4 separate regions of the Sus scrofa genome follow, and all the other regions are linked to region 1. Evidence: chromatin contacts called from public HiChIP or PLAC-seq and promoter capture Hi-C data. All regions are on one chromosome and are shown on one strand. The core of a region is the stretch at or near the end of the contact, and the rest is flanking DNA. Distances in the headings are between cores, read along the strand shown. Region 1 holds the start of SPI1 (Spi-1 proto-oncogene). Region 2 holds the start of ARFGAP2 (ADP ribosylation factor GTPase activating protein 2). Region 3 overlaps MTCH2 (mitochondrial carrier homolog 2). Region 4 holds the start of DDB2 (DNA damage-binding protein 2).

Evidence for each region. Promoter capture Hi-C pulls out the DNA fragments that hold promoters and counts their contacts. HiChIP or PLAC-seq counts read pairs in DNA pulled down with a chosen protein or histone mark.
Region 2: a promoter capture Hi-C map of fetal liver shows a contact between it and region 1, with 2.8 times the contacts expected there. The contact joins the promoter of ARFGAP2 here to the promoter of SPI1 in region 1. A contact is called at or near these places in 1 of 5 promoter capture datasets (fetal liver) and 1 of 2 datasets of contacts at active chromatin or transcription factors (alveolar macrophages).
Region 3: an H3K27ac HiChIP or PLAC-seq map of alveolar macrophages shows a contact between it and region 1. The contact joins the enhancer-like site here to the promoter of SPI1 in region 1. A contact is called at or near these places in 2 of 5 promoter capture datasets (fetal liver and fetal skeletal muscle), 10 of 47 Hi-C or Micro-C datasets (embryonic fibroblasts, fibroblasts, heart right ventricle and 5 more) and 2 of 2 datasets of contacts at active chromatin or transcription factors (alveolar macrophages and skeletal muscle).
Region 4: an H3K27ac HiChIP or PLAC-seq map of alveolar macrophages shows a contact between it and region 1. The contact joins the promoter of DDB2 here to the promoter of SPI1 in region 1.

The regions. Positions count from the first base shown.
Region 1 is chr2:15,226,214-15,232,781 of Sscrofa11.1, forward strand. SPI1 (Spi-1 proto-oncogene) reads left to right here and starts at 1,718. Exons shown (of 5, transcript NM_001001865.1): 1 at 1,718-1,895; 2 at 4,270-4,366. The coding sequence starts at 1,851.
Region 2 is chr2:15,386,569-15,393,418 of Sscrofa11.1, forward strand. ARFGAP2 (ADP ribosylation factor GTPase activating protein 2) reads left to right here and starts at 4,035. Exons shown (of 16, transcript NM_001244552.1): 1 at 4,035-4,129; 2 at 4,299-4,417; 3 at 4,963-5,035; 4 at 5,549-5,680; 5 at 5,768-5,848; 6 at 6,559-6,640. The coding sequence starts at 4,058. PACSIN3 (protein kinase C and casein kinase substrate in neurons protein 3) reads left to right here. Exons shown (of 10, transcript XM_021085228.1): 5 at 102-257; 6 at 858-1,033; 7 at 1,168-1,288; 8 at 1,457-1,593; 9 at 2,260-2,381; 10 at 2,766-3,325. The coding sequence ends at 2,881.
Region 3 is chr2:15,004,217-15,010,622 of Sscrofa11.1, forward strand. It overlaps MTCH2 (mitochondrial carrier homolog 2), which reads left to right. Exons shown (of 13, transcript XM_003353877.5): 13 at 1-998. Among named protein-coding and RNA genes, the nearest start is that of C1QTNF4, 12 kb to the right of the region's middle. Within about 2 kb of position 3,990, at least 7 of the 83 cell types and tissues checked have an H3K27ac peak or open chromatin away from gene starts, as enhancers often do. A contact at or near this core is called in alveolar macrophages, embryonic fibroblasts and fetal liver, where this site is marked.
Region 4 is chr2:15,367,950-15,374,602 of Sscrofa11.1, forward strand. It overlaps DDB2 (DNA damage-binding protein 2), which reads right to left and starts at 2,674. Exons shown (of 8, transcript XM_013994357.2): 1 at 619-2,674. The coding sequence starts at 745.

The DNA of each region.
Region 1 (6,568 bases), core at 468-2,967:
AATGAATGAACACATCAAGCAGGACCTGGTGCAATAGACCTACTCCCCACACACATCCAATGGGCTAGGACTAGACTTTGATGGGAAAGTGGGGACAAGGATGGATCTGCTCCTTTTTGGGGAGGGCCTTGGTCAAGTTCCTGGAAGTCCTGAGGTCTGGTAACTCGGACCCCTGGGAGAGTCCCAAGAGTGCATTCAAAAAAAATCAGTGAAGATTGTAGGCAAAAAAGATCTAATGGAGAACACAGACTTGTGAATTCCTGGTCTTTGCTGCAAGTAAATAAGCACTAGGGGATCTGGGATTCCAGTGACAGGAAGGAGGCTGGCAAGTCACTGGGGAGGGATATAAAGCAACTACTCAGGGGAGGAAACGGAACACTCAAGAAGTTCTTCTCAAGAGAAGTAGACTCATCAGAGATCAATAGATCAAAAAATATCTCTATTCATCCTTCTGCCCTCCAGACTAGATCAGGAACTCCTTGAAGGCAGGGATCTTGTCCGTTACCTCTCCTTTCCCCTTGAACTCAATTATGATTGGATGATACATAGATAGATGGATGAAGGGATGGATGGATGCGGGGGTTGGATGGTTGGGTAGTTGGGGGAATGTATGGACGGATGTATGAATGGATGGATGGCTAGATGGACAGGTGGATGAATGGATTAATGGGTGAACAAATTAATAGCAGGATATACAGTAGATAAACAGATGGAAAAATGGATGCGTCACGGATGGGCTGATATATAAACATATAGATGGCTAAAGGGACAAGCAGATAAATGGGTGGATGGGTGATAGACTAATAGATAAATGGGCTAACGAGTGAATAGTTGGATAAACTGATAGACAAATGAATGCACGGCTGGCTTTCATGAGTGGATGGATGGATTGACAAACAGACCGATAAACAAATCGATGAGAAAACAGATGAATGGATGGACAGACAAGAAAGGTTTGATATCAAGGCATTGGTCAGGGGTGGGGAAACTGAGAAATCTGGGCTGGGAATAGAGCACTTAGGGATCTGGGAGAAGCGGTGGTGCTTGGGAAACTGGGAAGAGAGGGTGGAAGAACGCTTCTGGTGGAAGGGAAGCCAGTGTAAAAGGACTAGGAGGAAAGGGGAAGTGGTACCATGCTGAAGACCCTGGCCCGGAGCCCAGCGCTAGGCTTGGCAGAACCGAGGGGCTGGGGGCCCAAGGGCCCAGGGAGAGCCAGGCCTGGGAATCAGCTGGATCAGAGCCCTCAGCCAGCCAGCCTGACCCCAGAAAATGGAGGCCCCAAGAGGCCATCCTTACCAGCTCTGACCCCAAGGAAGTGACTGTTGGGCACGTGGAGGGTCTCTAGAGAGGTAGGTGTTTGTGGGGTTAGGGGCTGGAGAGCCTCAGCAGGGCGGGGGCAGCAAAGGCCTCCCAGTGGTGAAGCTAGGCTTCCTCCCTCCTTCTCTTCCTCCCCACCCCAGCCCTCAAGGCCGCCCCTCATAGTCCCCGGCTTCCTCTGGGCAGGGGGCCTGGCCCCCATGGCCTCCCAGGCCAGCCCCTGGAGCACCACCTGCCCCAGCCGGCCAGAGACTTCCTGTAGCGCAAGAGATTTATGCAAACGGGCTGGGGTGGTGATGTCACCCCAAGGGGACTATCTCCCAGCGGCAGGCCTTCGATAAAATCAGGAACTTGCGCTGGCCCTGCAATGTCAAGGGAGGGGGCTCACCCAGGGCTCCTGTAGCTCAAGGGGCAGGCCTGAGCCCTGCGCCCGCCCCGAGTCCGTCCGGCCCCCGACGGGGCGCCCCATCCCAAGGGGCTCCGCACTGGCCCCCACCGAGGCAGGGGACCTGACAGGCTCGGAGCTCGGCTGGATGTTACAGGCGTGCAAAATGGAAGGGTTTCCCCTCGTCCCCCCTGTGAGTACCGGGACTCCTCTACCAGCCCAGCCCGCGGCCCTCCGACGCCCGCCCGCCTGCCCGCCAGCCCACCAACCCGCTGGCTGCCCTCCGGCTATCAGTGGGAAGCTGGTGTTTCCTCCCAGCAGCTCCTGGCCTGAGACCCAGCGAGGGGGCCATTCGCTTCCTCGGAGCATGCCCTGGCGGGCTGAGGGCTGGGCCCACGGTGGGGCTGTGATCGGTGGGGCCTGAACGGTTATTTATAGTTGGGGCTCGGGTGGCAGGCCTGAGCCCCAGCGCAGGGTGCTGGGCTGAGGATGGTGAGGGTGGCGGCAGGGAGGTGGTGGCGGAGGAGATGAGGAGACTGGCTTGCCGGTGAGGAAGCCGGCCCCCAGGACAGTAAAGGCTCATGGGCAGGAGGCAGCAGGCCAGAGATCTCAGCCCAGGGCCTGGGTGCTCCTGGATACTGAGGCTGTCTTGAGCCTGAGTCCCCAACACCCAGGCTGGGGCCTGGCACAGAGGACATAGTTGTGGTCCTAAGGCTCTGAGCTCTGGGCCCAGGCCCTGAGTGGCGGAGGCAGGGGCCGGGGAGGCGCTGGGCTGGAGCAGTGAGGGGAGCAGAGACTGGCCATGCAGTTAGGGCTGGAGATCGGGAAGAAGAGGGCAGGAGCTGGGGTTGGAGACATCCTGCGGCTGAGATTGAGGCTGGGGTAGGGTCTGGTCAAGGGTGAGCCTGGGGTGAAGGCAGGGGCTGAGGCTGGAGGAGAAGAAGCAGGCGTCCCAGCGGTCCCCAGGGAGGGAAGGCCAGCCGTCTGGGGTGGACCCCTTCTGCTCCTGTTCTCAGTGACAGTTGCAGCCTTTGGCAGGTGTCAGACTTGGGCCTCTCTGAGAAGACCTATGTCCCTTTCCCACCCTGTCTGCCCTCAGCAGGGGTAGGGACACTTGCGGGGAGCTGGCAAGGACTTGGCAGGACCTGCCCACCTGACTCAGCTTTCCTGGCCTGGATGCAGCTCCCTTCACCACCCCCACCACCCAGCCAGGCCTCAGAGCCCCAGGGAGGCACCCCAGGTTGACATCCTGCTGTGGGGCTGTGCTACCCACAAACCCTGTGCTAGGATCCCGGCCTCCTGGGAGCCAGCCAGCCCCCACCTGGCCTGGTCCCACCCTTCTCCAACCTGGGACCAAGAGTCTGAGGGGGCAGGCAGGAGCGGATGGAGGTGGTCCTGGGAAGAGCCACCTCTGCCCTGAGAAAGCCACAGGCCCAGGGGCTCAGCCACCCTGTCTGAACCTTGACCTCTCAGTCTCTGAACCCCAGGGAGAGCTGCATAGGAGACATATCTTGGGCTTCCACACCAAACCCCTCAGCCCCTCTCCTCAGCCCAGGGGCTAGTCTGGCGTGGCTCCTGGATGGTGGGCTCCTAAGGCAGTGCTGCTCCTCAAACCAGACCCTGAGGGCCAGAGTTACTGTTGTGCAATCCTTGGGCACATACTGCGGGGGTGGGGAGAGGCCTGGTGACTGTTGGGAAGCCGGTATGCTTGTCCCTGTGCTGGGGGTGGGGGGAGGGAGTAGCCCAGGGAGGTGGGTGGATGGGAGGAGCAGGGAGGAAGAGGGTCAAGGCTCTGGCCCACGGCCCCCAAAGCCTGCCTGGGCGAATCCTGGAAATTCCATCAGTGTGACTAGCCATTGGTCATCATGGTGGCCCTGGGCCTGCCAGTGGCCTGGGCACAGGCCGTGAGAGAGGGGAGTGGGGTGCGGAAAGTGGCAGGAGGACAAGCATGTGTTCTGTGGAGTGAGTGTGCAGGAGGAATACCCTGGAAGGATATGGGTGTGAACGTGTGTGAATGCATTTGGCAGCGAGCATACGGATTCGTGTGTTAATTTGGGGGACACTATGTGTGTCTACAGGTGAGTGTAAACAGGGCTCGGGTGACGACAAGTGTGTGGATATGCCAGTTGACCCCTAGAGTGAGTGTGAATGGGTGTGAGTTCACACATGGGAGTGTGGGTGGAAGTGTGTCATGGGAGTATGAGGATGGTTGGGGGGGTAGGCGTATCGGTGTTTCGGTGTCACGGTGAAAGGGCAGACACGTAAGTTGGGACCCGGGAAAGCAGTGGACTGTGAGTGTGAAGTGACCGTGGGGCGCTGCCTGCTGTCCTCTCAGCCCTGGTTCTTTTCTGACCTCTGACCTCCAGGGTCCCTGTCACCCCCTTTCTGCAGGAGCCAAGGCTCTTGCTCCCCTGGGTCCCTGCTTTATTGTCACCTCTCCCAGTTCTAAGCAGAGGGAGAGCAGTGGGCCTGATGCAGCTGCTCAGTGTGGACATACTGGGGGGCTGCCAACCCTGCTGGGGTCTCCCTGCCACCATCCGAGTCCTGACACGCTCCTCTCTCAGCAGCCATCAGAAGACCTGGTTCCCTATGACACGGATCTCTACCAACGCCAAACGCATGAATATTACCCGTATCTCAGCAGTGATGGAGAAAGCCACAGCGGTGAGTACAGGGCCCCGCCCCGCCCCCACTTCCCCAGCCTGGCCTGCTGGGTTCTGGGCAGAGAGAAAAGACTCGTTCCTGGGGCTTCTTTGGAATTCTGAGCATAGGGGCCAGTTAGCTTTCAGGGTCAGGCATTCAGTAAGCCCCCGCCCCGCACCTCACACCCACATTCCCAGCCTGCTTTTACGGAGCATCCTTGGTGTGCCAAGGCACAGGCTTCATCTCTTGCACATTTATCTTCTTGACCAATCCTTGTGTCCTTTTGACACACGAGGAAATAGACTAAGGGGCTACGGGACTCGTACAAGGTGGCACAGCTGGTCAGGGGGTCCCAGCTCTGATGGCTCCAGGTCCAGTGTGCCCTCCTTTTTCCCTCCCCCCCAACATCCCGTCTTCCTCTCTGTTCTTGGCACCCCCTAAACCTGAGCTCCTGTTGGTGCAGCCCTGCTTCCTGCTGTGTGTGGCTAGCAGTGCTTCTCCCATGACATTTTGGGCTGGATAAGTCTATATTGTGGGGTCCGTCTTAGGCATTGTGGGGTATTTGGCAGCATCCCTGGCTTTGACCCACTAGATGCCAGCAGTACTGCCCATCAAGACACCAGAATTACCAAATGTCCCCTCTGGGGCAGAACCACCCCTATTTGAGGACTACTGACCTAAAGGAAAGGCCCTGGGCACCTCCCCTCTCACTCAGTAGGGCCGAGGCCCCCAGCTTGCTGGGGATGGGGGCGAGGATGAGGCCTGGGCCTGAGGCTTTTTCTCTCTGGGTCTGGCTGCCCCCACCAAGGCCCAGGCTTGATCCTGAAACAAATTCAGGGGAGGGGAGGAGGGCTTCGGTGCCTGGGAGCTGGGCAGGGAGCTAAGAGAGATCCCCTGACGTGGATCTTGGCATATTGCTGGGACACCCCTGAACCAAAGGCAAGGTGGCCCGGTTAATGGGTCTTCACTGGGGGATTCTCCAGTGGGTCTGATCTAGGTGGGCCAGACATCAGAGTGTCTGCAACCCCAGGGGGACAGGCATGCTGTGTGCCACAGCTGCGGAAGGTTTCATACCTGAAGACCTTATCTGGGGGCCATTCACACCTGTAGCCCCATTGTGCTGGCACACGGTTTAAACCTATAGGCCACACTCAGAGATGCCACATGTGGCGAGTCCTTATTCAGGGCCTCAACATCCAGATGCCAAAGCTTGACAAAACTTGTTTCACTGGAACTCACACCTGACGACAATTATAAAGACGATCCCTGGAAGCCACGTCTCAGGAGTAGGTAGTGAATGCTCTTCAAGGGCCTATCTGGGAATACACAGGCTTCTTTCAGGACTCCGAGGCCAGAAAGGCTTTAAAAACCACTTTTTTTTCATCCTTATAAGCTTACTTACAATTCTACATGAAATGCATTTTCTCTGTGGAAAATCCAGACAGTTTAGAGAGAGAGTCTCTCGAATTCTATCTCCAGTTCCCCCGGCCAGGATCAAGGGCTGGGTGTCCTTGACCGGAGACCAGCAGCTCACCTTTCCCCCAGGCAGTTTGGGACCTAAGACGGTCCCTCCCGGCTTGAGAACCGGCGCCCCCTGGTGGCTGCAGGCAGCAGAACAGCTCGGGTCCCAGCAAGCTCAGGGCTTGCCACCCTTCCAGCATGAGGGCTTTTTTTCCTCCTCTGGCCTGACGCCTTCTCAGCTTCACTGGGTTTGGGTGCATTTCCGTTAGGTCTATTGAAGCCTCAGTTTACCCTCCTGTAATATGGGAATGCTGTTTATATATCTAGAAATCAGCGAGGTCCAGGGCTGGCTGATGGAGTGAACACTTTAGAGAAAGCCTGTGCTTTCCTGGCTCAGGGCCCAGGCAGACCCCTTATATGCGGGTGGGTCTCTAGGAATGACTCCTAATTGGATGCCTGAGCAGCCTTTGGGGTTCTCAGACCCAATTTCTTCTTTATGGGGACTCCTCCAACGTCCCCAGGTGTCCTGGGCATGTTTTGTGCCTTCTTTTTTTTGGGGGGGTGCCCACCTCATTCAAAAATTCCCAGGCCTGGAGTTCCCATTGTGGCGCAGTGGTTAACGAATCCGACTAGGAACCATAAGGTTGCGGGTTCGGTCCCTGGCCTTGCTCAGTGGGCTAAGGATCCGGCGTTGCCGTGAGCTGTGGTGTAGGTTGCAGACGCGGCTTGGATCTCGCGTTGCTGTGGCTCTGGCGTAGGCCG
Region 2 (6,850 bases), core at 2,785-5,284, 160 kb after region 1:
AGGGATGGGCAGCAGAGGCCTGCCCCTTCCTGGGTCAGCCCGGGGCTATAGGGCACCAGGGCATGGCGTGCAGGGTACAGAGTGGTCCCTGTGTGTGCCAGGTCGAGGCTTCCAAGAAGAGCTACCACACGGCCCGGAAGGAGGAGAAGACAGCTCAGACGCGGGAGAGCCACGCGAAGGCAGACAGTGCCATCTCCCAGGAGCAGCTTCGGAAGCTGCAGGAACGGGTGGAACGCTGCTCCAGGGAGGCCGAGAAGGTACAGGCCGTGGGACGGGACCAGCCTAGGTCAGGGGCTTCCTGAACCCCTTTCCAGTCCCCAGCCTCTAACTGCTCTCATCCTCACCTGCCACCTTCTCTCCAGATTGTCATTTAAAGGAAGAACCTGAGAAAGATGGTGCTTTACTCAGGAAAGAAACGAGCAGTTTGGGGCACTGGTATAATTTTAGCAGTTGTGGAGCCCTTCCCAGCTCCTTTCCTTTCACCGGGTCCCACTTGGGACAGGTTCTCATGTCACCTGCTCTGCCAGAGCGCCCTTCCTCCAGCCCTGCACATCCAGATCCTCCCTGTCCTCTGAGGTGCTGCTCCATTTTCACCTCCTCCAGGAAGCCTTTTCTGATTTCTCCTACTGCTCCCCATAGGCTGACCTTGTCTCACTCTCCAGCAGACTCCTAAAGCTGCTGTTCTGGAATGTCACCTCCCTTATTGGGCTGCTGGGGTCCTAGAGGGCAGGAGCTGGGTTTTGGGACCCTGGTGGCTAGTCTAGAGTCTAGCCCATGGCAGGTGCTCAGTAAATACTAGCAGAATCCTGAGTGGAAGGAAGTCCTGTCCTTACCAGATTCCCTCGTCTCCCACCCAGATGAAAACGCACTATGAGCAGACACTAGCGGAACTGCATCGCTACACCCCGCGCTACATGGAGGACATGGAACAGGCCTTCGAGACCTGCCAGGCTGCCGAGCGCCAGCGGCTTCTCTTTTTTAAGGATATGCTGCTCACCTTACACCAGCACTTGGACCTTTCCAGCAGCGAGAGGTATGGCCCGCGGGGTGGGCGTGGAGATCGGACATGATGCTGGGTCTCCTCCATCTCTCCTGGGCTCTGGCTGAATGAGATGGAGGGGCACAGAGGCCCAGGGCTTCCCAGCTGAGGCTGTGCCTGGGACTCAGGTTCCACGAACTCCATCGAGACCTGCATCAGGGCATCGAGGCAGCCAGTGATGAAGAGGATCTGCGCTGGTGGCGCAGCACCCACGGGCCGGGCATGGCCATGAACTGGCCACAGTTTGAGGTGCGTGTTTCAGACAGGCGGGGCTGGGAGGTGGGGTGGGCTCCCACTAGGCTCAGCCTGGACCTCGGGAGGGAGGCTGGGGCTTGGCATGAAGGAGGTGAAGGTGATCTGGATGGCCCTGCTACCACAGCCTGCAGCCCAGCCTGACTCTAGGAACTGTCCCCGTAGGAGTGGTCCTTGGATACACAGAGGACAATCAGCCGGAAGGAGAAGGGTGGCCGGAGCCCTGATGAGGTTACTCTGACCAGCATCGTGCCCACAAGAGATGGTGCTGCACCCCCACCCCAGGCCCCAGGGTCCCCAGGGTGAGAGCCAGGATCTGGGCTGTGGGAAGGACACGGCTCTGCCCCCTGCTCAGCCCTCCCTCCTCTGTCTCCTTCCTTCCATTCCCTTCACACCTGAAGTGGGTTGAAAATTTTTTTTTGTCTTTTCTAGGGCTGCACCGGCGGCATATGGAGGTTCCTAGGCTAGGGGTCGAATTGGAGCTGTAGCCGCCGGCCTACGCCACACCCACAGCAACATGGAATCTGAGCCGCATCTGCCACCTACACCACATCTCACGGCAACACCGGATCCTTAACCCACTGAGCAAGGGCAAGGATCGAATCCGCAACCTCATGGTTCCTAGTCAGATTCATTAACCACTGACCCACGACGGGAACTCCGGGTTGAAAATTGATGCCAGGGACCTTAGGACCTACTCATGTATTGTAATGATGCCAGTTTTCATGGTGGTTTAGATTTGCCAGGCGTTTCCCATGCCCCCACTCATCAACTGCTCATGTCAACTCTGTGTGGTAGGAAGTGCGCCTGAGTCACAGGCACGTGTGGCAGACTAGACTCAGACTAGAATCTGTAGGTCTTCCCCACATGTCTCCCCAGGGGAGGAGCCTTTAGCCCTGAGTCCTCGGCTCTGTTGCTCAAAGTGTTCCTTGGGCCCTGAGCCTGCCTCCTTGTCCTCCCCTCTCTAGTGGCAGGCAGGATGAGGAGTGGTCAGACGAGGACAACCCCCGGAAGGCTGCCACTGGGGTCCGGGTGCGGGCACTCTATGACTACGCGGGCCAGGAAGCCGATGAGCTGAGCTTCCGAGCAGGTACCCTGCAGCCCCTTTCCTGGTTCTTTTCAGACTTCAGCCCCTCTACCCCAACCCCTGCCCCTTTACTAGCCTGAGCAGGAGGGTGGAAAAGGGAAGCTAGATACCCAACTCTCAAGTGCTAATTCTCTGACTCTCAAGGCTGCCCTGGGTGCAGCTTCCAGGAGTCAGTGTCTGCTCTGAGCCTCACCTGCCTCTCAAAGTCACCAGCTGGGGCCTGACTGCTGCATGCAGGGTGGGGGTGGGGGGGCTGACTTTGACCTCTCTCTGCCTGAGCCAAGTCTCTTCCAGCTGGGTTCTCCCCCTCCCCCCAAGTCCTTGACCCAATTGTAGGGCTGGGGCTGGGCTAGGACAGTTGCCAGTGACCAATCCCCCTTTCCGCAGGGGAGGAGCTGCTGAAGATGAGCGAGGAGGATGAGCAGGGCTGGTGCCAGGGCCAGCTGCAGAGTGGCCGGATTGGCCTGTACCCTGCCAACTACGTTGAGTGTGTGGGGGCCTGACCTGCCCTTACAGCCCTTCTACATGTTTCTCCACCCCCACCACCCCTTTCAGTCTGAGCCTAGCTTGTCTGGGCAGCTGGACTTGAGGGCCCTGAACCATGCTGCCCCTGGTGGCCCTCTGTCCCTTTCAGGAGAGAGGAAGTCTTGAGACTCCCAGGAGCAAAGGGGCCTGCCTCTAGGAAGGGACTGGTAGGGAAGGGCCAACTGAGTCTGGACTGAGGGGAAGGTGGGAAGGTCAGGAGGTAACAAAAGGGCTCAGGGGTGCCTGGGCCTCCCCAGGAATACCCTGGTCTCCCCAGGAGTTGTGGACCCAGTGCCCAGTCTGTGTTTTGAGCTTCCTGGGGCGCGCTTGGGGTGAGTGTAGTTCTGGGCTAGCAGCACTCTTTTGTGGCTTCTAGTGTGTATTAAACTTGGAAAAAATAAACTTGGAAGAAAAACAAAACACTGTCAGGCTTGTGTGCGTCTTTGTTACCCCCCGCCCCTCCGCCGCCAGGCCACCGAGGGCATCTGGAGCCAGGCACTGAGGAGAGGTCGTGGGCCTGAAGTATATTATGGGGGTGGGGGTTGGGCAAAGGTTGTCAACTTGGTACCTGCTCTGGACTTGGGACCCTAACTTGGATTTGGGACCCTAACCTGGGGCGGAAGGGACTCGAGATAGGGCTAGATGCGAGCCGACCACGACTGGAGGCTGGGTGAGGAGTTCTGAGCGGGGCGGGAGCCCAGTCAGTTTACCTTCCCGTTCAGGGCGGCAGGCCCAGGAGTGCTTGGTAGGACTGTTAATCATCACTCACTCTTTGGGATCTGGCCCGAGAAGAGGCCGGCTTCCCCGTCTCGCAGCCCACGCTCCTGAGAGATGGCTCCACCTTCTGGAGAAGACCGGACCTGCGGGCGCCTCTGCGGCGACGTTTGGGCCTGCGGGCGAGCCGTCGCCCCGCCCCGACTGCGGATTGGCCCCGGCGCGGCGTGGCGTGGATTCGAGCGACTGCCGCCGAGCCCAGGCCGCTGATGGTTCGGCTCCTGCTCCACCGACCGCCCATTGGTCGGGATCCGGACAAATCACCCCGCCCCTAGGCCGGCCGGCCCCCGCTGAGCCCCACCCGCTGACCCGCGTTCGCGGCCGCGGATTGGCCTGTGACGCGACCCGTCGCTCGCGCTGGAATCTGGGAAGGAGAGAAAATGGCGGCCGAGCCGAGCAAGACAGAGATCCAAACTCTTTTTAAGAGGCTTCGCGCAATTCCAACCAACAAGGTGCGTGAGTGGGAGGCGGGCAGGGCCAGGCACTGGCCGAGAGGGACTCCCCTGGTTCCCTTGGCGCCTGAGGGAGGGAGAGGGAGGGCGTGGACTGTCTTCCCGGGGTGTCAGCGCTCGGCCTGGACCTGGGGCCCCTGACCATTCGCTCATCGCCTTTTTCACGCAGGCCTGTTTTGACTGTGGCGCCAAGAATCCGAGTTGGGCTAGCATCACGTATGGTGTTTTCTTGTGCATTGATTGCTCCGGGGTGCATCGCTCCCTGGGCGTCCATCTCAGCTTCATCAGGTAGGGTCTTTTCGCGGCCGCTGTGCTTCCACCCTGCCGCCCGGGGTTCATCGGGGGAGAGTGGCTGCTTGAACTTGGATCGCCCTGAGTTCGGTATTTGCGATCCTCTCATGAGTGGAAACAGCCAGTGTGGGCCCCTTACCACGCAGCCGGTTCGACTCCGCATGTGGGTCAAAACTCCTTTCTTTCCTGACAGTCAGAATTGACATTCCGAGCGTCAGTTTCAGGGAAGAGTTATCTGCATTGATCTTGTTGCTGATACATTGGAGCCAGACTGTGGCTGTGCTTAAGGGGAAGGTCGAGTCCAGGCTTGAGTGCTTGAGAATTTGACCTCCTTTCCATCTGGAAAATAATTGGTAGCCATCTGACTAGATGGATGTAGAGCAAGGCTTTCATGGATAGGGTAGAATGGAGGAAACACGGTGGCGGCTGATGAATATTTCCTGGGCGCTTGCTGCAGCCCGAGGCCAAATGACAGGTGTGGGTCTGCCAGGGAAGCGTCTCCTGGAACCTGCTGGTAGGTGACACGCAGCCCTTGCACACAGGTCCACAGAGTTGGATTCCAACTGGAACTGGTTCCAGCTGAGGTGTATGCAGGTCGGCGGGAATGCCAATGCGGTAAAGCTCCTTCTTACCATCCTCCCACCCCCATTCTTCTGCCTGAGTACTGACTCTACAGTGACTTCTTGAAGGCTCTCTCAGTTTCAGTTAGGAGAAATCTCTGGTCTATGGCAACACTGTACCCTACTCTCTAAACTTGGAAATGTATCCCTGTTCTTCACAAAGGGGCTTTGGTTTTAAACCGAGCTGGACAGACATTCTTGGGGCAAGGCCAAGGGAGTTGGGGCCTTCGCAGTCATCACGGTCTTGGGGGCCTGGATGAAGGATGGGCAGAGTGGGTACAGCATGCTGTCCTCAGGCAAAGTTGAGTGAGGGCTGGGCTTCCATCATTCATCTCAGAGGTTCGAGACTGTGGTTTTTTGCAGGAGTTTCTGAGAAACTTGATGAAAAACTCTTGGTGTCAATAGGGTGTATCATCCTGTAGAAATAGTATCAGGCTGTTAGGAGGGACTGCCTCTTTTGCTCTGGGCTGAATCAACTGTAGCACGTTCTCTTCTCTTTGCTCTCCAGACAGCTTTCTTCCGCCAACATGGATGCACAGCCAATGATGCCAACACCAAATATAATAGCAGAGCTGCCCAGATGTACCGGGAAAAGATCCGGCAGCTGGGGAGTGCGGCCCTGGCTAGGCATGGCACTGATGTAAGTGCCTGTTCCCCCAGGCTGGGGACATGAGGTGACTGGGAATATTCAGAACCTTGGGTTTCAAGGGTGTTTTCTCCTTTCTAGCTTTGGATAGACAATATGAGTAGTGCTCCCAGCCACTCCCCAGAGAAGAAGGACTCTGATTTCTTCTCCGAACACACTCAAGTGAGTGCCCACGAGGAATGTTTTCATAGTTGTTCCTGACAGATGGAGTCCATTCACCTTGGTGTCATACCTCAGATGGGGAATGTCCGGGGCCCACAGCTGGGTGGATCCAGGTGTTCCCTTCTCCCCTCCCTGGGAACAGACCCCTATAAACTGGGGTGCTGAGGAGAAGCTTCTTAAAGGCCCAGGAGGTATCAGGAGCCCAAACACCTTTTCCTGAATTCTACTCCTGTGACAGAGGCACTGTGGATGGGGCATTGAAAGGCTTCCCTCCCCAGCAGCCCACCCCTGGGAGAAGCTTTCCCCTCTGCTGGGTGCTGAAGTCAGACTCCATTTGAATCTCTGCTTCTCTGCATCTGCATTTCTAGGGTTGTGGCTAAGACATCTAACCTGTCAAAAGCTCATTCTCTCCGATGGAGAATGTATCTACCTCAAAAAGTTTGTTGTGATAACTAAACGTATTTATATGCAAAAAACCCTTAGACTTGTGCCTGACACCTGGTGATGGTTGTTGATTGTTATTAAACTAGGGGAGTGGGTTCTGGCTCTAAGTAAATAGTGGAGGGGTGAATAGCAAATGTAATTTTACTTGATAACCTCCAGTCTCCTTTCCTTGTGGGCTTGGAATCAGATTATGTACCCACAAGGTATTTGGCACTCCTCGCCAGCAGGAATGGCTCATCAAGGCTTCTGTCATCTGACCTTTTCAGCCCCCTGCCTGGAGTGCACCAGCTACTGATCTGTCTGAGACCCAGCAGCCAGCCCCATCTGCAGAGAGCAGTGGCCTGGCACGTGAGTACAGCCCAGATTCCAACCATGGGCCCTGGTCCCGGCAAAGGACTTGGGGCTAAGAATGGGACACCTGGCTGAGGGGATGGGAGTGAGGGGTCTCCTACATCTCTGGGTGGGCGGGGATTCATTTCACTCCCTTGGAGGATGTGATGGGCATTCCTTTCTGTCAGAAAGCTGAGGAAAGCCAGCGCCCCTACAGTTGTCCCATCA
Region 3 (6,406 bases), core at 2,740-5,239, 220 kb before region 1:
CTAAAAACTCAGCAGAATCCACCAGGATCTGCCTCCCATTCTATGCTTATTTGATTAACCTTGTCTCTCAAACTTCAAAAATGGACAATACACTGCTGACTTACCTTAGAAAATCTCCGCATGAGGCACCCATGCCTTTGGTCGTCTATTTATTGCAAAGCAGGAAATTGTCACCAACAACAGCAAAAAGTACAATTATAGAGAATAAGTAAGATTTGGGAAAGAAGCATAATGACTTTTTTTTTCCAAAAGCAATTCTTATTGTCGTAATACTATAGCATTAGCCCCCTTCTCTAAGAGCTAAGTCTTTGTCAGTCCGTAAATTACATCATTATACAGTTCTAATTGTATATAATCTTCAGTTTTTTATTTTGTTTCCTTTTTTGTTGCAGAAGGTGAGTAGTTTGTTTTTCATTCCTGATGACACCCTTGGAAGGTGTTCTTGTAACTTCATATCTGGTAATGCAGACAGACTTAAGTCCACAGGGTTTTAGGATATTTGACCTCCTCGCATGTCATACCCTCTGTTAGGCATGTTAACATTTGCAGGAGGGGGAAAAAAATCACTCTTGATGGAAATAAATTTCCACTCAAGCATAAAGCTCTTATTTACTCAGGCCTTTTAAAAGCAGGTTAAAATGCTCAAAAATGAGAAAGCATTTGGTTTCATTTATTTAAGTAATCCGCTGGGATGTTGCCAAATGAGTAAGCATTTAATTTGCTGTTTCTCAGAAGAATTTGCTACTTCCCTATCAAAGCAACAGCACCCACAACATTAGAGCATGCAGGGTCTCCTCCTTCCCCCAGGTTTAGGAATATAGCCTGAAGCTCATGGGTAGCTTACCTTGAAATGTCTTTGATGTCTCTGTCTCAAAAAGTAATGTAAATTTTATATTCTATTCAATTTTATCTGCATTTGTTTTAATATAAAAATGTTTTGCATTACCTACTTCTTTTCCCCAAAAAAATCTCCAAGTAAAGATGATCTAGGAAAATGTGCCATGTTTATTATCCTGTGGCTTCTGTTCTCACACACGCCTGCCTTGTTGAGAAGCTTGTCTGACTGTGAGAACCAGTCTTCCCCTAGAGGGCGCCAAGGCTTCGCTTTTGCCTATGAAAGTTGGGCTCAAAAACAAGGCCTGGGATTATTCAAAGTACTAGCTAATGAATCTCACTGCATCCAAGCTATACGTCCATTAAAGGTACTATACCTGTGGTCCTACATAAAATTCTATAAGCCATTAACATATTCAGAAATCTGAAGTTTATTGAGGGGCTGGCAAATGCAGGTAGGTACTCTTAAGATACACTTGCAAGAAATAATGAACTGTCCCATTATATGTGTAAATAATGTAAGCATAATGCAAATTATCTAGTAAGCTGCACTTGAGAAACTGGGCGAGTGATTTGCCTCGGCAGTACCGAGCTAAGTTGCCAGGAAATATTCCGTCTGGGCAGTGATGGTCATTGAAGCTTGATTGAAGAAAGGAATGTGGGGGGGTGTTCTGGAATTTTGGGGTACTTGTAGAAGTGCCAGAGTAGGTAAGCAACCATAGGATAAAGGAAACTTTAAACAGAGTCCTATTTCCCAGCTTCTTACTGTTACCTAAACATACCCTCGCCTTGCAGTGATCTCCTACTTTAGAAATATCCTCCCTCCCCTCTTCCCATTGAAGTTTTCCTGTACAGTAAAATTCAGTTCTAGTGCCATCTTTTAGTGAAGTCTCATAGTCCTCCCAACCTGATGAGATCTTTGCTTTCAAACTCTTCCTCCCCCAAGGCTGCTAATAATACTGCGCACTAAACTGAAAAGGGAAACTACAAGGGCTTCCCGTATTGGTGCAGCGGAAATGAATCTGACTAGTATCCATGAGGATGCAGGTTTGATCCCTGGCCTCACTTAGTGGGTTGAGGGTCCGGCGTTACTGTGAGTTGCAGACGTGGCTTGGATCCCAAGTTGCTTTGGCCATGGCCTAGGCCAGCAGCTGTAGCTCTGATGTGACCCCTAGCCTGGGAACTTCCATGTGCCTCAAGTGTGGCCCTAAAGCAAAAAGTAAAAGGGGGTGGGGGACTACATCCAGCACCGAGTTCAAGGCCTACACAGTGGCATTACTTCTCTCTGGTGTCTGTGGGAAAAAAATTACTATATTTAGCCCTTTAAAACAGGCCCCCTAAAGAGTTCCATTTGTGGCTCAGCGGTTAATGAACCCGACTAGTATCCATGAGGACACAGTTGATCCCTGGCCTCGCTCAGTGGATTTAGGATCTGAGGTTGCCGTGAGCCGTGGTGCAGGTCACAGAAGTGGCTCAGATCCAGCGTTGCTATGGCTCTGGTGTAGGCTGGCAGCTGCAGCTCCGATTTGACCCTTAGCCTGGGACTCTCCATATGCCTCGGGTGCAGCCCTAAAGAGACCAAAAAAACAGGCCCCTGGGAGTTGTGGTGCAGTGGTTAACGAATCCGACTAGGAACCATGAGGTTGCAGGTTTGATCCCTGCCTTGCTCAGTGGGTTAACGATCCGGCGTTGCCGTGAGCTGTGGTGTAGGTTGCAGACGTGGCTCGGATCCTGCGTTGCTGCGACTCTGGCGTAGGCTGGTGGCTGCAGCTCCGATTAGACCCCTAGCCTGGGAACCTCCATATGCCGCAGGAGCAGCCCAAGAAATGGCAAAAAGACAAAAAAAAAAAAAAAACAGACCCCTAAAACATTAGCCTCATGGGCTGTATAGAAAAACTGTAGCTGGGGAAGTAGCAGTACATAAAGTTGGTCAGTTTAAGGTGTTATGGCAGGTGAGGAAGCCAGAAGAGAGAATAATGGTGAGTAATGACTACCAGGCCTGAGGTGTAAGTGCTAATTCTCACAGTCTTTGGTAGAGTGAGTAGTCCTACTTGAAAAATAAAATGAGACTCAGAGTAAGTAACTCATTCAAAATTACAGAGCTAGTGAGTTTCAGAGCAGGATTCAAACCTGACTTGAATTCCAAGACATGTTTACTGCTTCATAGAAGCAATGAAATGCTGAGAAAGAAGTAGCCAGTGAACCAAATGATAAGTGATTGGTCTATCTCAGGAGCAATGCTGTGTGTTCTAATCAAATCAGTAAACTAAAGAACTAACCTCCCTCACAATAGAGTAGAATCGTCTTAAATCAGGAAAGACATAGTTTTTGCCTCTTCAGAATGAAAAATAAGTAAAGCAACTGAAAAGAAATGATCACTCTTACTTTTCTGGACTATTATGGTTTATGCAGATGTGGAAAGCAAAGGATTTATTCCCAGGAGTGCCATCAGTCCAATGCATTGGAACCTGTGCTACATTTGAAGGATAACATTTGACAGTGATGTACATGTCAGCTTCTCTGTGGATTCTTCTAGAAAAGCCTTGCATGTTGAACAGGTTCATTCAGGCTGCCTCCCTAAGTGCCAGAATACTCTATCTTTGGGATTTTGGTTGGGAGGGGTTTTTTTGGTTTTGGCTCTACCTGTGGCATATGGAAGTTCCCAGGGGCAGGGATGGAACCTGTGCCACAGCAGCAACCCACACTGCTACAAGGCCAGATCCTTAATCTCTTGTGCCACAAGGGAAGTCCTTTTGGTTTATTTTTTAAATATAAAGATGTGTATTTTATCTCCTCTGGAGAGACTTTTTTTTTTTTTTTTTTTTTTTAAGGCTTCTTTAAGGATGTCACATGTAAACTCTCATTTAACTTTTTCCACCTCTATTAATCCTTCATCTTAAGTCTTCAGACTTGAGAGAGTCAGGATCTTGGCCTCTGATTTTTGTCTTAGAAGGAAAAAGTTGCAAATGGAAGGGGGTTTTTTGCCATCAATCAAAAAACAACTTTTCTGGAGAACATCTTAGATGGTAACAAATTGATTTCTAAAGCAACTGAAAGTGTTTCCCTTACAGCCAGCTTTGTCCATATGACTCAGCCTCTTCGTCTGTGTGCTGCTTCCCCAAGCTTTGGTGGGGAGGCGGGTCTAACGCTGCCATGATTCCATGGCCCTGAGACAAAATGTTGAAATACCCATTTGTCATGCTCTCCTAAAAGGGTTCCTCTGCAGTCCAGGCCCCAAATCTCCTGTCTGGGACCAATCGGGCAGATTTTGTATTAAAACCACAGTTATTCTGAAATTCCCTTGTGGCGCATTAGGTTAAGGATCCACCATTGTCACTGCTGCAGCTCAGGTCGCTGCTGAGGTGCAGGTTCAATCCCTGGCCTCAGGATTTCCCATCGTGGCACAGTGGAAATGAATCTGATTAGGAACTGTGAGGTTGCGGGTTCAATCCCTGGCCTTGCTTAGTGGGTTAAGGATCTGGTGTTGCTGTGAGCTGTGTGGCATAGGTCATAGATGTGGCTCAGATCTGATGTGGCTGTGGCTGTGGCATAGGCCGGCAGCTGTAGCTCCGACTGGACCCCTAGCCTGGGAACCTCCATATGCCTCAGGTGTGGCCCTAAAAAGAAAAAGAAAGAAAAAAATCCAAGGCCCAGGAGCTTTTTAGGCCCTCTCAAACACAAACAAACCAAAACAGAAAAGCACCACAATTGTTCTGGAATCAACTTACTGCCACCCAGAAAAAGAGTGTTTTCAGATACATAGTTATTAGTTCCAAACACCAAAATATGGCTGGAGAACAGTGCTTTGGAGAGTGTCAAGGAAAAGCGGGGAGGGAACAAAGCTGTGACCTGGAGGAGCTATTCAAGACACACCAACTTGCTGAGAGGGAGAGCAGATAATGAAAGAAACCCTGCCCACCCCCACCCCCTCAAAGTCTCCAGGATGACACCGTGGCTGAGAGAACCTTCTCTAGCACCGATTTTGGCCTCACTAAGGCAGCCAGGAGAATGGACTGTTCCCTGGTATGTGCCACATTTCCATGGAAAATCTATTAGGTTTTGCAGTTTATTTCCAAATGGAGTCGCATGAAGAGCCAGAGGGGAGATAAGGACAAGAAGCAGAAGTGTGCCTACTGGTTTTCCATCCCGTCTGGGCCTCCTGGCATCACCAAGATTGTTGAGAATGTCCTTTGGCTGGAAACAGAAAAGGAGAGTGAAAACAGAACAGAGCCGCAGCTTGCTTGGGACTGCTCACCTCACCCTGGAACTCAGCATCTCAGGCCCTTCCTCCCCTGAGGGGCCCACATTTAGAGTCTGTAAGTACAGCCCTCAGTTACTAAGTGTGCAGAGCCCTGTGCTCCAGGCGGTGAGGGTGCAAGAACTCTCTCCCTGGCCCCTGTGGCATTCCTGTGCTCTGGGGAAGGAGATGCGGTCTGATGAGAAGGTAAAAGCTAGGAATTTGGAGAGGAGTAAATTGAGAAGCATGTAAAACAGCAAAAAGCCTGGTGCATGAAAGCATCCTCGCTGCGTCTCCTGAACACTTGCTGTGATGGCTCTTGGACAGGCAGGGTGTGCCAGGAGAGGTTGAAACCACATCCCTGGCATCCACAAGAGGAAAAGCTCACATCAGGTTGGGGGAACTCAGGGGAGACTTCATGAAGGAGTGGCCTTGAGCAGTTTTTTTTTTTTAAGGCTAGGGTACTGGGAGGCAGGATGGTGGAATGGGAGCAACTTCCAGCTCTGTCACTTAGCCGTGTGACCTCAGACTAGTTATTTGATCATATTAAGCCTCAGGAAGATAATTCTTTTATTGGCACATTAAACTGAGTACAGTGTCACAGTAAATATTTGGTATGTGGTAGCTGTCATGGTTATTTGAGAATTAGAGGAGTTCCCATCATGGCTCAGCAGAAATGAATCTGACTAGCATCCATAAGGACTCGATCCATAAGGTTTCGATCCCTGGCCTCGCTCAGTGGGTTAAGGATCTGGCATTGCTGTGGCTATGGCATAGGCCAATTCGACCCCTAGCCTGGGAACCTCCGTATACCACGGGTGTGGCCCTATAAAGACAAAAAGAGAGAGAAGGGCTACTTTATAAGTATAGATAATATAGGCAAAGTCATGGAGCTAATAAAAGCCAAGAATTGAGAGAAAGTGGCACTGCCTCTCAAATGACAGTCCTAACATTTCTTCAGAGCTGTATTTCTGCCATATAATGAGCACCGAGAAAAGTACCTAACACCTAGTACTCAACAAATGTTTGTCGAATGAATGGATGTCCTTCAGGATCCTCAAATTCAATTAGTTACATCTCAGCCCTTCTCTGAGCCAAGCCTGCAGTGGTACTTGGATTCTCAAACTTCATTAAACACTTCCTGATCACCCTGTTTCCCAATCTAAAACCCTGGAAATGACTTTCCTCTCTGCCCTTCCCTCTTCTAAGAAGTCACTGCTAGATTCTCAGAAATTCCTCTTGAATTTGTCATCCTTCCTCCATCCCCACTGCCACGTACATCATCTCTGCCCAGCTGTTTCGGCAGCCTTCTATCTTCTCTTCCTGCCACCAGTG
Region 4 (6,653 bases), core at 1,424-3,923, 140 kb after region 1:
ATCCAGAGGGTCTGCGTGGCGCTAAATTCACTAGGCTACTTTTGGGGAGGTAGCTCCACCTAGAACAGGAATAAAGCGACTCTGGATTATCAACATGTATTTGAGGACCAAATCCCACCTCTATGAATCCCACCTCTCAACAACCAATTCTTTCTTCTCTTGAACAAAAAACCCTTCAACGACCTCCTGCTTCAGTCTTTTCAATTCCCTGCATTCCTTACAGCCCCAGGTCCAAGCCGCAGTAAACCCCAGAAAATGCGTCATCCGAAGAGAGGAAGGAAATGAAGGGTTCTCGCAGCTAAACCAAGGATATACAGCTACACCTCCAGGCAAAGTAGGATTATTTTAAGCAGTCCCCAGTGTGTAAAAATCCTGGTACAAACAAGGATTTTGGAGTCTGTTGTGTCCTTTGTAATGTAACTCATCTGCCTCTTCCCATCACCTGAGGGAGGTTAAGCCAAGCTCCAAGGCGTCAAAGACCTGCAGATAAAATTCCTAGCCTGAGGCGTCCAAAATTTGGGACAGCCTCGAACCTAGGAACACCCATCCCCCCACTCCAGCCTCTTGCGTGAGAACCCCAAACGGCGGAATTATTAAAGCAGCAGGCGCAGGCAGTACCGGGGCCCTTCAAACAGAGCTTCTTGGCCTCGGGCTCCAGCTCACGGGGGCTTCTGTTCCTCTTGCTCTTGGGGCGTAAAACCACCTCAGGGGTCTTCTGGGTTTCTGGGCGTTTCCTGGGAGCCATCGCGTCCTCCGTGCGAAGGGGTACTATGCCCTATGCCGAGATCACCAGGGGAAGATTGAGAAGCTTCTGGGGAGAAATAAGGGAGGGACCAGGGAGCCCGCTGAGCCACAGGTAAGCCAACTAAGCCAACTTCCCGCCAAACAGGCTCACCGGGAAGGCGGGGGCGCGCGCGGAGAGATGGGAAGTGTGTAAGGGGAGGGCCTCAGCCGCTCCCCAGAGAAAAGGGATGCCGCCTGCCTACGTGTTGGCCCTGAGCTAGTCCAAGTCAGCTGACCTGCCAGAAATAAAAATGGCCGCCAGAGCAAGGCCTCCCGAATTGAAGCCTCTTCAGGGGGGTCTATGCCAGGCCTATGGGCCCCCTCACCCAAGACCGATGCCAATCAAGCCTTCGGCTCCGCCTTCTCTACTTTCTAATTGGTGACCACACCCTCTCGGGCTTTGTGATTGGCTGATCCGTACAGTTGGTGTGGGGCGGCTTTATACAATGCTGTCCGCTTCCCCGCTGTGAAAACCGAGCCGATTCCTTCCGCCGGCCTTGCGGTCTGTGGCAATTACTTAAATGTCTCCAGCTCCGTCGAATCTCAGCTTCTCTGTAGAAAGTGGTTAAAACTCAAAGCTTTTAATTAAAGTTTCTCCAAACCTGTTGAGTGTCTGCCCAAAGAGCAGCGTGGGACAGCGACGATGGGCCTATACAGCGTGCAGCTAACTGGGCTGAGGCCTTGTGCACACGATTTCAGCCAAAGGCCAAGGCAGGGAGTCTCATAGGTGTCCCGCCCGGCCCGACAGGGAGATAGTTTGGATGCACCCCACTTTCCGCGACGAGCCAGGCAGAAGCTGGGGTTAGTCGGACTGCTGGTCCTTTCCTTCCACCCGCCAAGTCTGGTGCCAGATGCTTTGGGAGGGTGAGAGGAGGCAAACATGCATTAGTGGTAGATCCTACACTCCAGGAGCTTTCAGACAGGTAGGGACAGAATAGAGTTGCAAAAATATCTCTTGAAAGGAATGAATACTCCAAAAGAAAAGCTGGAAAAAGCTTTCTTCCAATCAGCACAAGGTGTTAGAAATGGCAACCACCAGGGGAAAGGGCACGCTGGTGGCTTCTCCTCTGCAGACCTGTAGCTCCGTTACAGAAGCAAGTTGTCCCCAGCCCACTTACTAAGACCAGCCATTAGTTTCACCTCTGCAGGGTGCTCATTTCTGGGGGATCCTTAATGACCCTTCCGCTAAAACGTTTACAATCTACTAAGAGGAAAAATACATGTGAAACAAGTCAAACAATTCAAGATAGAACACAACTGAGTACTATATTGTAAGCCAACAAACACTTTTAGATGCATTCAGAAAATATAATCTAATGGAGAAAGAATATTTAGGAAAAGCTCATAAGGAAAATGGGATTTTGTGGAGTTTGGGGATGGGAGGGGGGCAGAGAAGAGCATCCTAGGAGAAGAAACAGACTGGTAAAAGTTAGGAATGAGTGTGAGAACCATGAGAAAAAGAAAAATCAGCTCCTGGCATCTGGGAGCTGGCCTGGTACTATTAGCTAAGCCTTAACGTTCTGTCCAAATAAACAATTTCACAAAACATCAGCACAGACAAGGCCATTCTGTGACCATGATAGATCAACACAAAAACAAGATCACTGCACACAGAAAAAAGTATGAACATTGTCCAAACCACAAAAAAAATGACCAAACAGACCCTTATTATTTAGCTAAAATGAGTGACTGCAGGTTCTTTGCTAATCACAGCTTTGGCTTTGCTTCATTCCCCCCACCTTATAGATAAGGTTTATTGATGCCCAATCATAGGATCACCCCTGTTTCCTTTCGGCCTCCAATCCAGAGCAAAACTTCACTTCTTTGAACTATTATCCAAGCCATCCAACACAAACCAATCCTGTAAGTTCTTTCTAATACCTTCACTCTTTTTTTTTTTTTTTTTTGTCTTTTAAAGGCTGCACCCACAGCATATGGAAGTTCCCAGGCTAGAGGTCTGATCGGAGCTGTAGCTGCTGGCCTACACCACAGCCACAGCAACACCAGAACTGAGCCGTGTCTGAGCACTACACAACAGCTCATGGCAATGCTGGATCCCCAACCCACTGAGCGAGGCCAGGGATCGAATCTGCTTCCTTGTGGGTACTAGTCAGATTTGTTACCACTGAGCCATGACTGGAACTCCCTCTAATACCTTCTTACAGAGATGTCCCACCATTCCCCGTGGTATGCATGTTCTGTTGCAATGAGCAGTAGACCTAGAGTTCAACCACAGGAGTGTCCCTGGTGGAATTTGGCTTGGGGCATTAAAATTTATAAATAGGATAGGAGGAGAAAATTGATCACATTAAGGATTTGTGCAAAGTAAGAGAGGCCAGATCAAGGGGGTGGTTGAATAGTGGCAAGCAGGAGAATTCATTCTACTGACATCTGTCAAAAACATACTCTGACATTATTCCAGTCAAAGAGAAAGCTGAAATTAAACATGCTCTTGTTTCCTAGAGTTTCCTGGTGGCCCAGTGGGTTAAGGTTCTGGCATGGTCATTGCTGTGGCTCTGGTTACTGCTGTGGCAAGGGTTCAATCTTTGGCCTGGGAACTTCGGTATGTTGTGGGTGTGGCCAAAAAAATACTCTTTTTTTTCCCCATGGAGTGTGCCTTTTATTTTATTTATTTATTTATTTTTTTTGTCTTTTTGCTATTTCTTGGGCCGCTCCCGCGGCATATGGAGGTTCCCAGGCTAGGGGTCCAATCGGAGCTGTAGCCACCAGCCTACGCCAGAGCCACAGCAACGCAGGATCCGAGCCGCATCTGCAACCTACACCACAGCTCACGGCAACGCCGGATCGTTAACCCACTGAGCAAGGGCAGGGACCGAACCCGCAACCTCATGGTTCCTAGTCGGATTCGTTAACCACTGCGCCACGACGGGAACTCCAAGTGTGCCTTTTAATAGATAAACATACAGCTACTGTAGAGTGTTATAAGCTTGGTGAGAGAGGAACCATTGGATTCTGGAGGGGCAGGGGGCACAGAAAAAGGACACTTGAACTCAGCTTGGAGTGGGGTAAAGAAGGGACAGTGTCAAGGAAGACTTCTCAGAAAAGGTGATACTTAAGCTTAATCTGGAGGGGAAATCGAGGGAGAGGAGAGTGGGAGAGCATTCCAGGCAGAAGGAGCAGAAAGGCAAGGAGGTAATAGTTGGCCATGTTGGATTCATGAACAAAGGAAATGTCAGGTTTTCCCAGAATCCCTTTTAGTATTGAAGACTCTTCCATGGTAGACTAAAAAACAAACAAACAAAAAAACCCATGTGTGAGCAGTGGAAACCTCCCTTGCACGTACCAGTAAAATGCTTTGCCTCAGGTTGTATGCTGGGCCTTCCTTACCCTGGATTTTGCTTTGTTTTACCAAAAGCAGCAGCTCAGGGACTTGATGTCAGATGTTCCCATCTGGTGAACCATTAGGTGCAGAGTGGACAAAAGCAAATAATGCTTTTTTTTTTTTTTTTTTTTTTTTTTGCTTTTTAGGGTTGTACCCACAACATATGGAGGCTCTCAGGTTAGGAGTCAAATCGGAGCTACACCTGCTGGCCTACACCACAGCCACAACAACAACAAAGCAGGATCCCAGACACATCTTCGACCTACACCACAGCTCAAGGCAATGCAGGATCCCTAACCCACTGAGTGAGGCCAGGGATCAAACCTGAAACTTCATGGTTACTAACCGGATTCGTTTCCACTGAGCCACAACGAGAACTTCAATACATATTTTTTTGATACTGCTGATCTGATAATGAGGCGAACGGTACAGGATTGCTCTGGTTTCACGCCATGGAGAGGATGTGCATGAAACCCTATTTATAGCTGTTTTTATTCTATCTGTAATGCTACTTTTGACATAAAGCGTCACAAGGCAATTCATTCAAAAGCTGCTGGTGATAGCAAATCAAGGTCTCGTGTTCACACTGGAAGCTGAGTAGACCGTGAGCATGACCCTAAATAATGCCAATTTCTTTGATCTGCAAAACAAAATGTGGCTTAGGTGTTTTCTGGAACAAATAATATAGCATGGTGGAAAGAGCACTGTACTCAGACTCTGATCCTGGAGTCACCATCTCATTTCTCTATGCCTTAGTTTCCTCCTCATAAAATGAAGGGGAGAGAGGAGGTGGTCTCGCAGATCCTTTCCAGTTTTAAAATCTGCTATTAAAGCAGCAGAAACTAGTGATTGCCTTCAACTCTGGCCTCCCTGTGGGAAGTTTCCATCTAGTAGGAATTGTTTTCTTGTTGCAGGCTGATACATGACTCTGATTCTGATCAAGCTGTCTATGGATCCAAACACTGCTGAGTCTGCAAAACCATCCGTAATCCACACGGATGGTGTGTGCAGGCTTCCCACACACAGTTACTGCATCCAGTGGTTTATAAATGATGGCCTCAAGGAGCTGAAGTTTAAATTCTTCCTAAAGGGTTGGAAACAGACTGAATACAGCATTCAGAGTCCTTGCTGCTTGGCACCTCCAATACATACTTAAATGCCCCAAAATGAATATATTTGTAATAATGCAAAATGAAAGTATGACTCTGGGAACAGTGTCCATTTTTCAAAATTATAATTTTGCGTAGCTTTGGAAGTGTCAGACAGCTGTGTAAATACCCCCAAACCCCACCTTCTGTCTCTGCTGTGGGGGCGGGAGGCACCATCCACATATTGAATCAGTGTCCTGACATGAAATACCAACAGTGCTGGATGCCAGGAAACTTCTCTAAGCAGCCAGAGTTGCAGGGCAATTGCCAGACTGCTGAAATAATACGTGAAAGTGCTTTGCAAACTGTAAAGTGTTCTACAAATAGAAGTTGTTATATAATCTCCTGGCAGCATGTTATTTACTGATAAGGTTTGATAAAGGTGGTGAAGAAGCTGTTCTCAAGAGTTCTCAACAGTCATAGAGCCATCCTGGAAAGAGCGGGGACCAAAAATCAGAAACCAGGGTTTTGAGTTCTGGCAATGCCTTCTCCTCACTGTTTTCACCCAAAAGATCTCTTCCAAGGACCGCAAAAATCCCAGGTGGCAGAAATAAAAAAAGGTTCTCTCTGTGTTACAGCCAAGCCAGTTCCCTATGCATGAGCGAGCGATGAGTCACGGGCGAACTGCATTTACATCCTTCCACTTTCCCCTTTTCCCACTCCCCTCTCCACTGCCTTGTTTTGGCTCCGGTCCCTAGGAGCCAATGTCCTGTTATTAGGACACTGTAAGTCCAGCAGCATGTGACTCAACACTTGCCCAAGGAACCTCAGCTACCACTCTCCCTGTTGAGGAAGGTGGTGAGCTGCCCGGGTAGCTGTGGTTCCTGCAGGTGAAGCCAGCAGCCTCGAGGAGGGGGTATTTCTTGGCACAGATTCACACACATCCTCCCCAGTACTCTAAACTGCGGGTGAGCATGATTGCAGACACACTTACTGTAACCCCCCTTTGTGCTTGCCTATCCCTGTGTCAAAAGGCCCCAGAATATGAGCATGTTGTCATAATTATAGGCAGTCTGGAAGAAACAAGCCACACTTGTGCGGGCAGCATTTAGGCCCCGATCCATTTCGCAAAGAGGGGCATTTGTGAAACTGGATGAAGAAAGACGCTGAAAGACAGCCTGCTTTTTAAGCTCAAGAAGTATTTTACTAGATTTCCAAGGCTAACAGCTGTAGCCCCTTCTAGCCTCGTGTGGTGGCTTGAATGATGGATGGCCCCTGAAGAGATATGTCTATATCCTAATCTCCAGCACCTGTGAATGATACCTTCTTTAGTAAAAGGGTCTTTGCAGATGTAGTTGAGGGTTTTATTTTTTGTGGTTTTTTAATTTTTATTTTATTCTTTTGTCTTTTTGTCTCTTTTAGGGCCACACCTGCAGCAT